Regions from separate parts of the Sus scrofa genome. Here region 1 is linked to region 2. Evidence: chromatin contacts called from public HiChIP or PLAC-seq data. All regions are on one chromosome and are shown on one strand. Each heading gives the region's core, a stretch centred on a gene start, on an enhancer-like site or on the middle of the called end of the contact. The rest is flanking DNA. Distances are from core to core; before and after follow the strand shown.

Region 1 (6,774 bases), core at 1,484-3,983, 90 kb after region 2:
AGCCGTCGGCCTATACCACAGCCACAGCCACGCCAGATCCAAGCCATGCCTGCCACCTACATCACAGCTCACGGCAACACCAGATCCTTAGCCCACTGAGCGAGACCAGGGATCAAACTGGCAAACCTCATGGTTCCTAGTTGGATTTGTTTCTGCTGTGCCATGATGGGAACTCCTTAAACAGGTTTTTATAAGCACACATGGTGTTTTCCCATGGATGTGAGGACTAAGCAAAAAGATGGTTTTGTTGGTGATATTGTTAAGAACTAATTTTTTTTCTTCCTTAAAATCCAGTCTGTACATCTGAAACACTGTAAATCAACTATACTTCCAATTTAAAAAAATAATTTCATCTAATTATAAAAAAAAATCCAGCCTGATATTTTATTCAAATAATTTCTGATGTGATGACCTGTTTAGTTATGGAGAAGGAAGTGCATGGAGTTAGAAAACATGGGGTTTACTTCTGGCTCTGCTGCTCTCTGCAATAAAAGACATGGTGTTCCCCTTTAGCTCCCTCAGAATTTGACCTCTCCTCTGTAAGATAACGGCACCAAGGCAGAGAAGGGGCTGGCTAACCCCTTCCTTTTCAAAAATTCTATGATACTGACAGTCTTGACCTAACTTCCTAGAAATGGTTTTATGGAAACCAATGAGAAATTGGTCTTTAAAAAAATGCTGCATGGTAATTCAACTTCTTGTACCAATTAAACATGTAGATATGCTGGTATAAGCAACAAAACAATGAGAGCATGCAAGATGAGCAACCTATCTTATCTACCTAGGTGGTAAGTATGTAAAGAAATATCCAAGTATGTAGAGAAATATGTCACAATAAATTTTTGGATGTACAAAGATCAAAGGGATAAAAAAGGAGTGAAATTCTCCTTTTGGTAGGTGTGGGGGAATGATGCCTAGGAACCTTAATTCTTGGAGTTCCCTTCGTGGCTCTGTGGTTAACAATCCTGACTCGGTCTTAATTCTTAAAGAACACCTCTGATAATTGTGACGCACAGCCTGACTGAAGAGCCATTTCTGGGAGTGATCTGGTAACTACTCTGCTGTTATTTAACAAATTTCCTCATGTTTTTGATCTTTCGTGTTTAATAAATCATTGTTAATGTGCATACTTTTTTAATACACATCATCTGCTCATGACAAAAAGCACAGTTGTTTATAATTCTGTTTGTTTTCTTGAGACCACTAGATTGTGCATGTCACAACTCTGAATGAATTTCAATGTGAGTGAAATGTCTGGCAGGAAAAGGCATGGTTTGAGACACAGGACCAGACAAAAATGCTATGTGGAGTCTTTAATAAAAGAGCATAGCCCAGTGCTCTCGGGAGTGGGCCAAATTCATGGAAGCAGTGTAGTTCAGTGAAAACTGAGGTGGAATTTAAAGTCGCATGTTTTCTGTGCAGACCCTGATGACATCATTTGATAACCATACGCTCTTAGTATCTTAATGTTCTTACACTCATGTTTATAAGATGTTTTATGTCTCACGCTGAAGTATGACAATAAAAAGAAAAAACATAGAGAACCAAGACGGGACCTGACACCAGACAGGCACTCAAGTTAATCCTGATGTCCTTCCCAAGAAAAGAAAGGAAAGGAGAGGAAGGAAAGGAAAGTATTTCCAGTCTCAGAGAAGAAAAACTCCAACTCACCTGGAACTCGGTCATTTCCTCTTGTCAGCAAGGACAGACTCCTGGAAAGGTAGAGTTAGGGAAAGCGAAAAATCCATGTAAATCACGTCCACTTTGCAGGACACAGACAAGCCAATCCAGCAAGACTGTAGGAAAAAAGTTACTCAGCTCCTGCAACCTTCCTTCATACACCCTCTGCTGGGGTACCCTTCCTGTCTCTCCATGCTGCACCTCCCTCACCTCTCTCCACTGGGCTTCGGATCAAATATGCCAAGCCTCCCCCGCAAACCCACCAGGGTAAGAAATTCCCATCCTTCCCAGCAGCTCTTAAGATGTGCCCATTTCCCCAGGCTTCGCGGATTTTTTTGCCCTCAAGTTCTAGTTAGAGCAGTAGGAGCTGTCGGGTTAGATGTATCGCCTCTCCGGAGAGATTTCGGCTGCCCGACACCTGACGGCCTGACTCGTTTCTGGGGTGCACGGCCTGTGACGCACTCTCTTTTCACCGAGGACAGGGCTGTGGGGATGGAAACTTCAGTCCCTCAAAGGCCCCCTCTCGGTCCCTTAACGTCCACCGAAAATCTCCTTCGAGTAGGGCCAGTCACCGGCGTGGAAAAGGCCGGTATGGCCAACTGCGAAGCTCCCAGGCCAGCCGAGGCCGGAGCTCAGGCAGGCGAGAGGAGGGCCATTCGGAACCGCGGGCGGCTCAGCAGTGGGGGCCGCCTGGTCTCAGGTGATCGCCGCCGATCCTGGGAACGCAGCAGCGGCCGAAGCGCGTGGGCACACGTGCGGCCCGCGTTCTCATCTCCGCCAGGGCGCGCGCCCTCCCACGGCCGCCCGCCAGGCTTCCGGGTCCCTGCGGTCCAGCGCCTGCCCCGCAGCGTTCCCACAACTAGACAGCCAGATGCTTCGCTGCGGGCTGCTCCGGGCTGCGCCTTCTGCCAGACAGCTCTCACCTCCCACTTGGAGTCGGACACCTGGAAGCGCAAGATTCGCAACACTGGCAACACTGACCCGCACCCGCGCCTATGTGCCGAACTACAAGTCCCAGAAAGCCGCGGGCGGACCACGCCCACTTCCGGCGCCGCCCTGGGACCTAGCGCGGCGCGGCGTGGGAGGATAGTATCACGAGCTCCGTCCAGTGCCCTTCGCGGTTGTTTGAGGTCTGCGTCTGGTTCCTTGGAGTTATCCGTGTTAGTGCGTCTGTGTGTTTTAAATTATAAACGCATAAGAATTATTTTAGGAATACTCATTAAAGTGTATTTTCGTTTTATTAAAGCGCTAATGGGGTTAAAGAATGTACATTACCCGTAATTTTTTCCTCTCCTTCAAAAATCAGAAGTTCATTCATTTAGCGGCTTATACAAATATGCTTTTTGAAAACAAAAATGAGGTCATGCTGTATATAGAGGCCTGCAGTTTGATTTGTAAAATTTGATAGTACTGTGTATCATAGATTACACAGAAACCTTTCTCTCTGAGGCCCTTTTAGTTCTTAATGCCTTCAAGGGAATGGCACCAAAATTCTCCTCAGTGGCTTCTCCATTGTTTTCACCCCTCACTGAATGACACAGGGATGCTCACTTGGTCTCTCTGGAATACTTTCCCTTCAGATTAATCCTGGAGATGAAAGAGCTGTTTTCTAGTCCTCTCGTCTTTGTCTCTCCCCTTCTTGGTGTAGTTTCCAGTTGCTGCTGTAATAAATTACCATAAACTTAGTGACGTATCACAGACGCAAATTTCATCTTTTACAGTTCTGGGAGGTCGGAAGTCTGAAATCAGTTTCACTGCACTAAAGTCAAGGTGTCAGCACTGCTGGGTTCTTCTGGAGGTTCTAGAGGAGGATCTATTTCCTTGCCTTTCTCAAGGTAATTCATGGTCTATGTTCCTTGGTTTGTGATCTCTTCCTACGTCTTCAAAGCATATGACTCCAATCTCTGCTTCCTTTGAAGTTAATAAGGTAGCTTGATAGTTACTTTCTCTGGTGCAGACTCTTCCAGAGAACTAACTACATGTGATTACATCAGGCCCACTTGGTTAATCCAAAACAATCTCTCCACATCATGATCTTAAATTTTGTCACATTTACAAATCCCTTTTTGCTCTATAAGGTAGCACTCATGGTTTCTGGGGATTAACGTGGATATTTTAGAGGGCCTACCACATTTGGAGAGCCTCCTCCTCGGAGGTGCTCTCCTGCCTTTGGTCTGGGGAACAAAAGATCTCTCTGGGACCTGATGTTCCCCTAAATCTTCCCTATCCATCCCATCACTCTTGCCCTGACTCTCACGCCTTTATGTTCTCATTTTCCACCCCACCCAATTTAGAGGGAGTGGCTCATAATTATGATCAGTGTCTTGCTCCTATCTTCCTTGGTTTTATTTTCCTGATAAAATATCAAATCTAGTTGAATCCAACTCCTTGCCTATTTCACACCTGTACCTGTGTAGCAGATGTGTCCTGAGAAAAATATGGCTCTGGTGATTGGTCTCACTTTCAGTTTATGACTGCTAAGGTCAAGTGGGCCGTCAGTGCTGCTCAATTATCCCATTACACTTTCTTAGTTCATTCATTCTCCTAAATGACTATCTCACAGTTTCTCGTCTTTCTTCAAGCCTCCAATAACTACTTCTCTCATCTCAATCACAGCTGATGACCCTTGCTTTCTCTGAGAAGAGAGAACTTTTATACCCTCACACAAGCACATCTGCCCACCTCTTTCCACTGGAGCCTATTTTTTCTACCTTCCATTCTGAATGAACCGCCCCAGTTTCTATTTAAGAAAACTTGGAGTTCCCATTGTAGCTCAGTAGGTTAAGAATCGGACATGGTATCCATGAAGATGCGGGTTCAATCCCTGGCCTCGCTTGGTGAATTAAGGATCTGGTGTTGCTGCAAGCTGTGATGTAGGTCTCAGATGTGGCTTGGATCCTGGGTTGCTGTGCCTGTGGTGTAGGCTGGGGGAGTGGGGAGGGGGAAAGAAAAGAAAGAAAACTCTCCGTTTGTACCCTGAATCTTATCCCCTTCCTCACACATGAGGGCATTCCCTTCTCTCTTCTGTGTTATCAATTTTCATTCTGTAAGAACTTGGGAGATCTTCATTTGGGGGCTATATCTTCTGTGTGTTAAGGTCTTGGGAGGAGCACTAGTCAGGGAGCATCTGAGTCCTTAAGTCTATCTGGGAAGCCCTTAGGAGACATGCAGAATTAAAGGTGGAGGCACTTCTCTTTCTTCCTGGGTGATCTGCTTTGGGCTCGTGGCCCAGTGTTCATCCTTGCCTATGAACAGCACTGTGCAGTAGGGGTTCTTCCTCATTCACTCTTCTTTTTTATTTTTTTTTAATTTTTAAAGAATTTTTTAATGTTTTTATTTTTTTTGTCTTTTTGCTATTTCTTTGGGCCGTTCCCGCGGCATATGGAGGTTCCCAGGCTAGGGGTCCAATCAGAGCTGTAGCCACCAGCCTACGTCAGAGCCACAGCAACGCAGGATCCGAGCCGCGTCTGCAACCTACACCACAGCTCACGGCAACGCCGGATCGTTAACCCACTGAGCAAGGGCAGGGACCGAACCCGCAACCTCATGGTTCCTAGTCGGATTTGTTAACCACTGTGCCACGACGGGAACTCCTCATTCACTCTTCTTAAAAGGAAGGCACAGAGGCTGTGAGAGAGAGGCAGTGACTTGCCCAAGGTCCTGCTACTACTAAATGGCAGAGCCAGTGTCCAAACCCAGCACCTTGGGTATTGAACTGGGTCACTTCCACTGTAGCACATTTTTCATCTCATCTTTTCAGCACATCACAGTTGGAACAGGTCAGGCTAGAGATGAGGAGAGGATTTTCTGTTGGACCCCTTGGGCCCCACCTCCCAGTCCAGCCTGCTGGGGTGATTGCTCCAACCCAGAAGTGCCCCAGACCAAGCTGCGTAGTGGCAGATGCAGACCTGGCCATGCTGGACTCCTGAGAAAGCTGGAGAAACCACAGTTAGAGCTGGAAAAGGGAGTCCAGGGCTCTTGTGTAGATTTGAGCCCTTTTTCAACCCGTTTGGCTCCTGACTGGAGCAGGGGCTCACAGAGCTCTTTCCTTCCAGATCTCTTGGATCTCTGAGTTACAAGAATGTCTGCAGCTCTATTATCTGACCTGTTACCAGGATGTCCTCAAAAACTGTAGAAATGGAGGTGATTGATTGGGAGAGTCTTGTTCAGCTCTCTTCACCTTTCAGACTGATAATTGAGGCCCAGAGAAAAGAGAATTGTTCAGGTGCACCCAGACAGGAGGGGAGAGAGGAGGGAAGTTAATCTCGCCCAGTAATGATGAGCTCTTGATGTTCCCTTGCTAGGGTCCAGGAAAGATGGCCGAAGGGCTAGAAAAACTCATCATTATAGTGCAAGTGCTGCTAGAAGCAACTCAGCATCATTCCTGCATTTTTATTTATTTATTTATTTATTTATTTTTTGCTTTTTAGGGCCACACCTGCAGTATATGGAAGTTCCCAGTCTAGGGGTCAAATCAAAGCTACAGCTGCCGGCCTACGCCATAGCCACAGCAACACTACAGGTCGTAGCTATGCCAGATCCTTAACCCACTGAGGATGGGTTGGTAGTCGGGTTTGTTACCACTGAGCCATGACAGGAGCTCCTCCTGCCCTTTTTCATTCAGGAGCACTCATTGAGTATATTCTGTGTATCTTGTCACAGGGATGCTGTTTCTCTTCAGAGTTCCACTTGCACTGGGGATAAGGAGAGTTTCAGTGGGTTTTCAGCATTATGAACCCTCTCTCTTCCCTCATCGGCCTCTTCTCCCTCATTGTGTGCCATTGCTACACTTCTCACCTTTATTCACACTCCACATGTTGACTTTCTGAAAGATGTTGGGCACAGCCAACTAAGGACACTAATGTGTAGATAACAACTTAAAATGTATCCTCTCAATCCAAGGATAAATGTGTCATACGGTATCCCTAAAGATCTAGAAATCTTTAAACAAAAATTGTGGCTTTTTAGATGTTACACTGGGATAATAGAGATTTGTTTTTTTTAACTCAGTGAATTTTATTGTAGCTATACAACCATCAGAGTTTTTGTTTTGTTTTTTTTTTTAAAGATCTATATGGGGCAAAGAGGCTTGGG
Region 2 (6,550 bases), core at 76-2,575:
ATATATGTACTCGGAAAAAACAAAAACTCGTCTCTTCCATGACAGGGTGAGAGTTTGAACAGATGAGACTGTGTGAAGCAGGAAATGGTGGTAGATGCTTACCACTTCAGAGAAAAAGTGGGCTTAGTCCTTTCTAGCACCAAAGGGCCAATTTTTCAAAGCTACAGAAAGATAGAATCAGCTTAATATTATTACACTGGTAAAAATTTTCTGGAGTTCCCATCATGGCTCAGCCAAAATGAATCTGACTAGGAACCATGAGGATGCAGGTTGGATCCGGGCCTCGCTCAATGTGTTAAGCATATGGCATTCCGTGATCTGTGGTGTAGGTGGCAGATGAAGCTCAGATCTGGTCTTGCTGTGGCTGCGGTGTAGGCGGGCAGCTGCAGCTCAGATGTGACCCCTAGACTGGGAACCTCCATATGCCGCAAGTGCGGCCCTAAAAAGACGCCCCTCCCCCAAAAAAAGAATTTTCTGACAATTACAGCTATCCAACAAAGGAAAGGCTGTTTCAAGAGTTGGCAATCCTTGAAGCAATTGGAATGTAAAAACTAGGAGAGCCCTTAGCTTTAGTCTTTAGATCTTCCCAAACTTTTTCATGCCATTGTCCACGCAGAAAAATGGTTGTACAAAACGCATCGACCAATATTTTAAGGCGTACCTGCCACTGTTCTCAGGGCTTTGGTTGGGAGTACTCTGATCTAGTCCAACATCCTCATCTGCAGAAGGGAGAAATTAAATCTTAGAGGATGCGACATTCCCCGATTAGGATGTTAATACCGGATCTAGGATTCTAGTTCCAGACTATTAACTAGTCAATGTCTCCTCCCCACAAATTAAGCAGGGTTGGATATCAAGTTTGAAGTCTGGGTCAGCGACAGCTGCAGTGGATGGGAAGATGGTCTGGATCTGTATTGCTTTAAATGTGGCCCCATGACCATTTGTTAAACCTTAAGGATCCTGTTAAAAACGCGGAGACCTGGGAACCCACACAGGTACACTGAATCAAGCTCAGCAGCAAGGCCCGGAAATCTGCATTCAAAGGTTTGAAACCAGGCTCCACCCAACTCGTCGTCAGTAATTTTGACTCTGAGCTCCAGCTCCTGCTTGAACTTAGGCACTCTGCTGGGCGCAAAGCACCCAGCCACCTGACCTCAGAGCAGCGTGGGCGACACAGGTACTCGCGGTAAAACTGTCTGTTGCGTACTAGCCCTCCCTGCCGTCACAGGCAGACGCCAGCCACTGCCTCCATCAGCCTCCTGGCCCCGCCACGGAATACGCTGTGGAAGCGGGGGCCGGGGGCGGCTCAGCAGCGCCCCCTCGAGGCCAGGGCCCTCCGCAGGCGAGCCGGGCTGCGGTTTCCCTTCTCCGCCCCCGAGCTCCTCCTCCTTCGTCGTAGTCCCGCCCACCTAGGAAGCGACTACTGCGTCTGCACCTTTTTCCTTGTCCCCGCCCCCTATCTAAACCGGATGTTGACTGATTTCCCATAGTGCCTCGCGAGTGGCGGGCATGATAGCGAGGTCTGAAGAGTTGCTTGCGAGTTCAAGTCGTCATTGTTGGGGTTGTTCTCTTGCGCTCGGGAGCTGCACAAGATTGGGGCCTGGTCAGTGCTTTGTCTACGGGTGCAATGGCGCTTCTCCGGGGCGTGTGGGGCGTGCTGAGTGCCCTGGGAAAGTCAGGAGCGGACCTCTGTGCGGTTTGTGGAAGTCGACTGCGCTCTCCGTTCAGGTAGGACTGCTTACCTTGCGCCTCGGGAGGCGGCAGGGCTCACGATGCCCTGCAGTTGTAATGTGGAAGCTTTTCTCCGCTTTCTGTTCCCCCAAAAAGGTCAGGGCCACCTTGGTCCTGTGATTCAGACCTCGACCTTGCCAAGGGGATGGTGGCTTTGAGACAAGGCCTCACTCCATCAGTACCCCGTGCCTTGCTTCCGGCCCTCCCCACTGTCTATACTTGGAGCCCGCGGTTTGGCATCCCCCTCGAAGCTCCCAGATTCTCCCGCCTTCGTCTAGGCACTGAGAAGGCGGGGCGCAGGAGCTGGATTATACATATTTTCCTCCACTTTCTGCCCTTCCTAGAAAGTAAGGGCTTGGAGACTTCAGTTTTACGAGCTCCTCCATCTGGCTGGGACAGGATTTTAATATCACTAGCTGTCTAATCGAAGGTGTTAGATAGCATCTTGATGACATCTCATTTGATATCTGTGTTCATATACATGTGAATATGAGCACCTAAATGCTTATTAACATTTGTTTTCTTTTTATTTGTACGTAGTTTTGCGTATGTACCAAGATGGTTTTCATCCACCCTGAGTGGTTTTCCAAAGAAGCCTATGACTTCATACGTTCGATTTTCTAAAGAACAGCTACCCATATTTAAAGCTCAGAACCCAGGTAAGGAGTTTTGGGCTTTGTACTCTTCTCTTATGTAATATAGAGGCCACTAAGCAGTTAAACTGCAAACTTAATATTCATTACCAAAGCATTCAGTGACGGCAAAACGTAACCATTCTGTGTGATGGTCTGTAAAACAGCAGATGTATTTTTTTACCAAACAAAAATGTCTTATTATTTTTGCTTTTCAGGGCCAAACCCTAAGGCATATGGAGGCTCCCAGGTTAGGGGTCCAATCAGAGCTACAGCTGCCGGCCTACACCACAGGCACAGCAACACAGGGTCCGAGCTGTGTCTTCAACCTACACCGCCGCTCACAGCAGCACCAAATCCATAACCCACTGAGCGAGGCCAGGGATCCAACCACAACCTCATGGTTGCTGATCGGATTTGTTTCCTCTGCACCACTACGGGAACCCCAAAAAAGTATTTTTAGAATAGCATCAGGTAGAGTGGAAAACAGCCAGGAAAAAGAATGAAAAACCAAAATTTGGGGCCTAGTTGCCATTAGTCTAGAGGACCATTGATGAATCATTTTACCTCTGGCTTAGCTCCTTCTGCCACTGGGAATTGTTAATGAAGTTGAAATGAAATAACTTATGTGGATGTGTTAATGTAAACTTTAAAGCTCTATACAAATTACTGTTGATTTCAAGAGCTTTGGGAGTTGCTGTTGTGGTGCAGTGATTAATGAATCCTACTAGGAACCATGAGGTTTGGTCCCTGCCCTTGCTCAATGGGTTAACGATCCGGCGTTGCTGTGAGCTGTGGTGTAGGTTGCAGACACGGCTCGGATCTGGCGTTGCTGTGGTTCTGGCATAGGCTGGTGGCTACAGCTCCAATTTGACCCCTAGCTTGGGAACCTCCATATGCCGCGGGAGCGGCCCAAGAAATAGCAAAAAGACAACAAAAGAGCTTTTTCACTGAAAGTTTTTATCTTTAGTTCCTGGAAAATTTCCAATTAGGAGGTTTGTTGACTACTTGAAAGGCTATGGATCATTATTTGGTTTATAGTGTAAAGATAATGATTAAACTAGTAATAGCTGGAGTTTCCAGTCATGGCTCAGTGGTTAACAAATCCGACTGGGAACCATGAGGTCGCCGGTTGGATCCCTGGCCTTGCTCAGTGGGTTAAGGATCTGGTGTGAGCTGTGGTGTAGGTCTCAGACAAGGTTCGGCTCTGGAGTTGCTGTGGCTGTGGTGTAGGCCAGCGGCTACAGCTCCAATTAGACCCCTAGCCTGGGAACCTCCATATGCCTCGGGTGCCGCCCCAGAAAATACAAAAAAGGACAAAAAAAAAAAAAAAAAAAAAGGAAATGGGGAATAATGAATTGGTTTTAGAATGGTTTGTCTGCAAATTGTATTTCTATAACTGAAATACAAGGTAGTGTTATATAAATCAAGACTGTATTTTGTTGTTTAGTCAGGTTTTATGAACTTGATAATTCCTGAAAGACTTGAGAAAAATGTTTTGATTGAAATATGAAGTAAAAAACTTGTAGGCATTGATTACCCAATTGCTTAAACTGATCATTCTGAGAATCATTTTGGTGGTAAGTGATATACTCCTTAATTATTAGATAATAGACTTTAACAATGTTAGATATGGAGTTCCCGTCATGGCCCAGTGGAAACGAATACAACTAGGAACCATGAGGTTGCAGATTCAATCCCTAGCCTTGCTCAGTGGGTTATGGATCTGGCGTTGCCACGAGCTGTGGTGTAGGTTGCAGATGCGGCTTGGATCTGGCGTTGCTGTGGCTCTGGCGTAGGCTGGCAGCTATAGCTCCGATTAGACCCTAGCCTGGGAACCTCCATATGCCACAGGTACGGCCCTGAAAAGCAAATAAAAAAAAGTTAAGTAAAATTTAAATTATTATGTTTAAATTAGTTTAGAGAAAAGCTAAATTATTGTATTAAGTTGTGTGTGGTATAGAGATGTCCATCAAAATGCTTTTATAACTAATGAATTATGCTTTCCTAGAAGTCTTTTAGAAATTGATCCTGAGACATAAAATTGTGACATCAGTTTTCACTTTATTTCATTCCACAGATGCAAAAAATTCAGAACTAATTAAAAAAATTGCTGAGCTGTGGAGGGAACTTCCTGATTCAGAGAAAAAGGTAAGTCTATAGGTTTTCAACATTGTTGATTGGTTATTCTGCAGTAAGAACAATTGTCATGTTCTTTAAGGGACTAGATGACTCAGAATTTTTTTAACATCCATTATCTTCAAAGGAACTTCATACCTTCATACCATGTAAATAATGAGCATATGGATGTATGGGTTTGGATGTAATGATGAAGGGTCGGCAGCAATTTGAAGTTGGAGTCTAATTGCTGGATTCTCACCTTGGTTATCATGTGTATGAAAAATATGTGGGAGGTCCCATTGTGGCTCAGTGGGTTTAAGAACCTGACTAGTATCCATGAGGATGCTGGTTTGATCCCTGACCTCACTCAGTGGGTTAATGATCTGGTGTTGCCGCAGGCTGCACCTCAGATCAGGTGTTGCTGTGGCTGTGGCATAGGCTGGCAGCGGCTACTCCAATTAGACCCCCAGCCTGGGAACGTCCATATGCCTTGGGGGTAGCCCTAAAAAGAAAAAAGAAAAGAAAAAGAAAAATGTGAATTATGTGATTCACATAGCACATTTTCTGTGGTTCTGTCTTTCTGAAGTTTCTCAGTTGTCTTTCCCTGATAGATGTGCTATGTTTAATTAACCAGCAACAATTTACTGACTTCTTATTTGGGTTTTTTTATTATAGATATATGAAGATGCTTATAGGGCAGACTGGCAGGTGTACAAAGAAGAGGTAAACAGAATTCAAGAACAGCTAACTCCAAGTCAAATGGTATCTTTGGAAAAAGAAATCATGCAGAAACGTTTAAAAAAGAAAGCGTTAATCAAAAAGAGAGTGCGTAAGATTAAAATTTTCTTTTCCTTTGATAAAGAACTCAAATATATATACATACATATATATGTTAATATGTTTTTCTCTCATGTTGATGATATGATGGAATGTCATCAAGTGTATTTCAGTTAGGGAAAAAATAGGATAGTTTTCGGAGTTCTGTCATGGCTCAGCAGTAAGGAACCCAGCTAATATCCATAATGATGTGGGTTCGATTTCTGGTCTTGCTCAGCGAGTTAAGGATCTGGCATTGCCATGAACTGTGGTGTAGGTCACAGACTAAGCTGTGGTATAGGTTGTAGACAAAGCTCAGATCCTGCTTTGCTGCGGCTGAGGCATAGGCTGGCAGCTGCAGCTCCGACTTGGCCCCTAGCCTGGGAACTTCCATATGCCATGGGTGTGGCCTTAAAAAGAGAAAACAGGAGTTCCCGTCATGGTGCAGTGGTTAACGAATCCGACTAGGAACCATGAGGTTGCGGGTTCGGTCCCTGCCCTTGCTCAGTGGGTTAACGATCCGGCGTTGCCATGAGCTGTGGTGTAGGTTGCAGACGTGGCTCGGATCCCGCGTTGCTGTGGCTCTGGCCTAGGCCCGTGGCTACAGCTCCGATTCAACTCCTAGCCTGGGAACCTCCATATGCCGCGGGAGCGGCCCAAGAAATAGCAAAAAAAAGACAAAAAAAAAAAAAAAAGAGAGAAAACAAACAAAAAAGTAGGATAGTTTCCTTATGCCACTAACATCACCTGCCTTTGAGTCTCTTTTGAAAACCCTTTTTGCTACTTTTGGGTATATCCGAATTTAGGACATTTAGTTAAGACTGGTTTGAATGATGCAGGAACAGTTATGAAACAGCCAAATGAAGAATAGCAAGAATCCTTGCTTCTGGGTCTTGACTAGAATAACCTACTGATTTGAATTGTTCTGTAGGTAATGGTGAATTTGATTCTGAATATTGCTGATAGACTGAATTCATGAACTCATCAATGTTTAAAAAGTGCCTGTTGTATCTAATCAAATAAGGAATGCTTGGAGTTCCTGCTGTATTCAAGGGTTAAGGATCTGGTGGCTTGCTGCAGCTGTGGTGTAAGTGATGTAGGTTGCAGCTGCAGTTTGGATTTGATCCCTGGCTCAGGAACTTCCGTGTGCTATGGGTGTGGCCAGAAAAAACAAACAAGGCCAATTAAGGAGTGCTTTTAGGATGAAATATATTTTTTTCTTATTAAAAACTCCATGTGCGGAGTTCCTT

The links. HiChIP or PLAC-seq counts read pairs in DNA pulled down with a chosen protein or histone mark.
Region 1: an H3K27ac HiChIP or PLAC-seq map of alveolar macrophages shows a contact between it and region 2. The contact joins the promoter of ZNF239 here to the promoter of TFAM in region 2. A contact is called at or near these places in 1 of 5 promoter capture datasets (liver), 4 of 47 Hi-C or Micro-C datasets (alveolar macrophages, heart right ventricle and liver) and 1 of 2 datasets of contacts at active chromatin or transcription factors (alveolar macrophages).

What each region holds. Positions count from the first base shown.
Region 1 is chr14:92,185,784-92,192,557 of Sscrofa11.1, reverse strand. ZNF239 (zinc finger protein 239) reads right to left here and starts at 2,733. Exons shown (of 3, transcript XM_021073009.1): 1 at 1,672-2,733. It also overlaps the pseudogene LOC102167823.
Region 2 is chr14:92,274,506-92,281,055 of Sscrofa11.1, reverse strand. It overlaps TFAM (transcription factor A, mitochondrial), which reads left to right and starts at 1,325. Exons shown (of 7, transcript NM_001130211.1): 1 at 1,325-1,728; 2 at 2,272-2,390; 3 at 4,444-4,514; 4 at 5,160-5,309. The coding sequence starts at 1,628.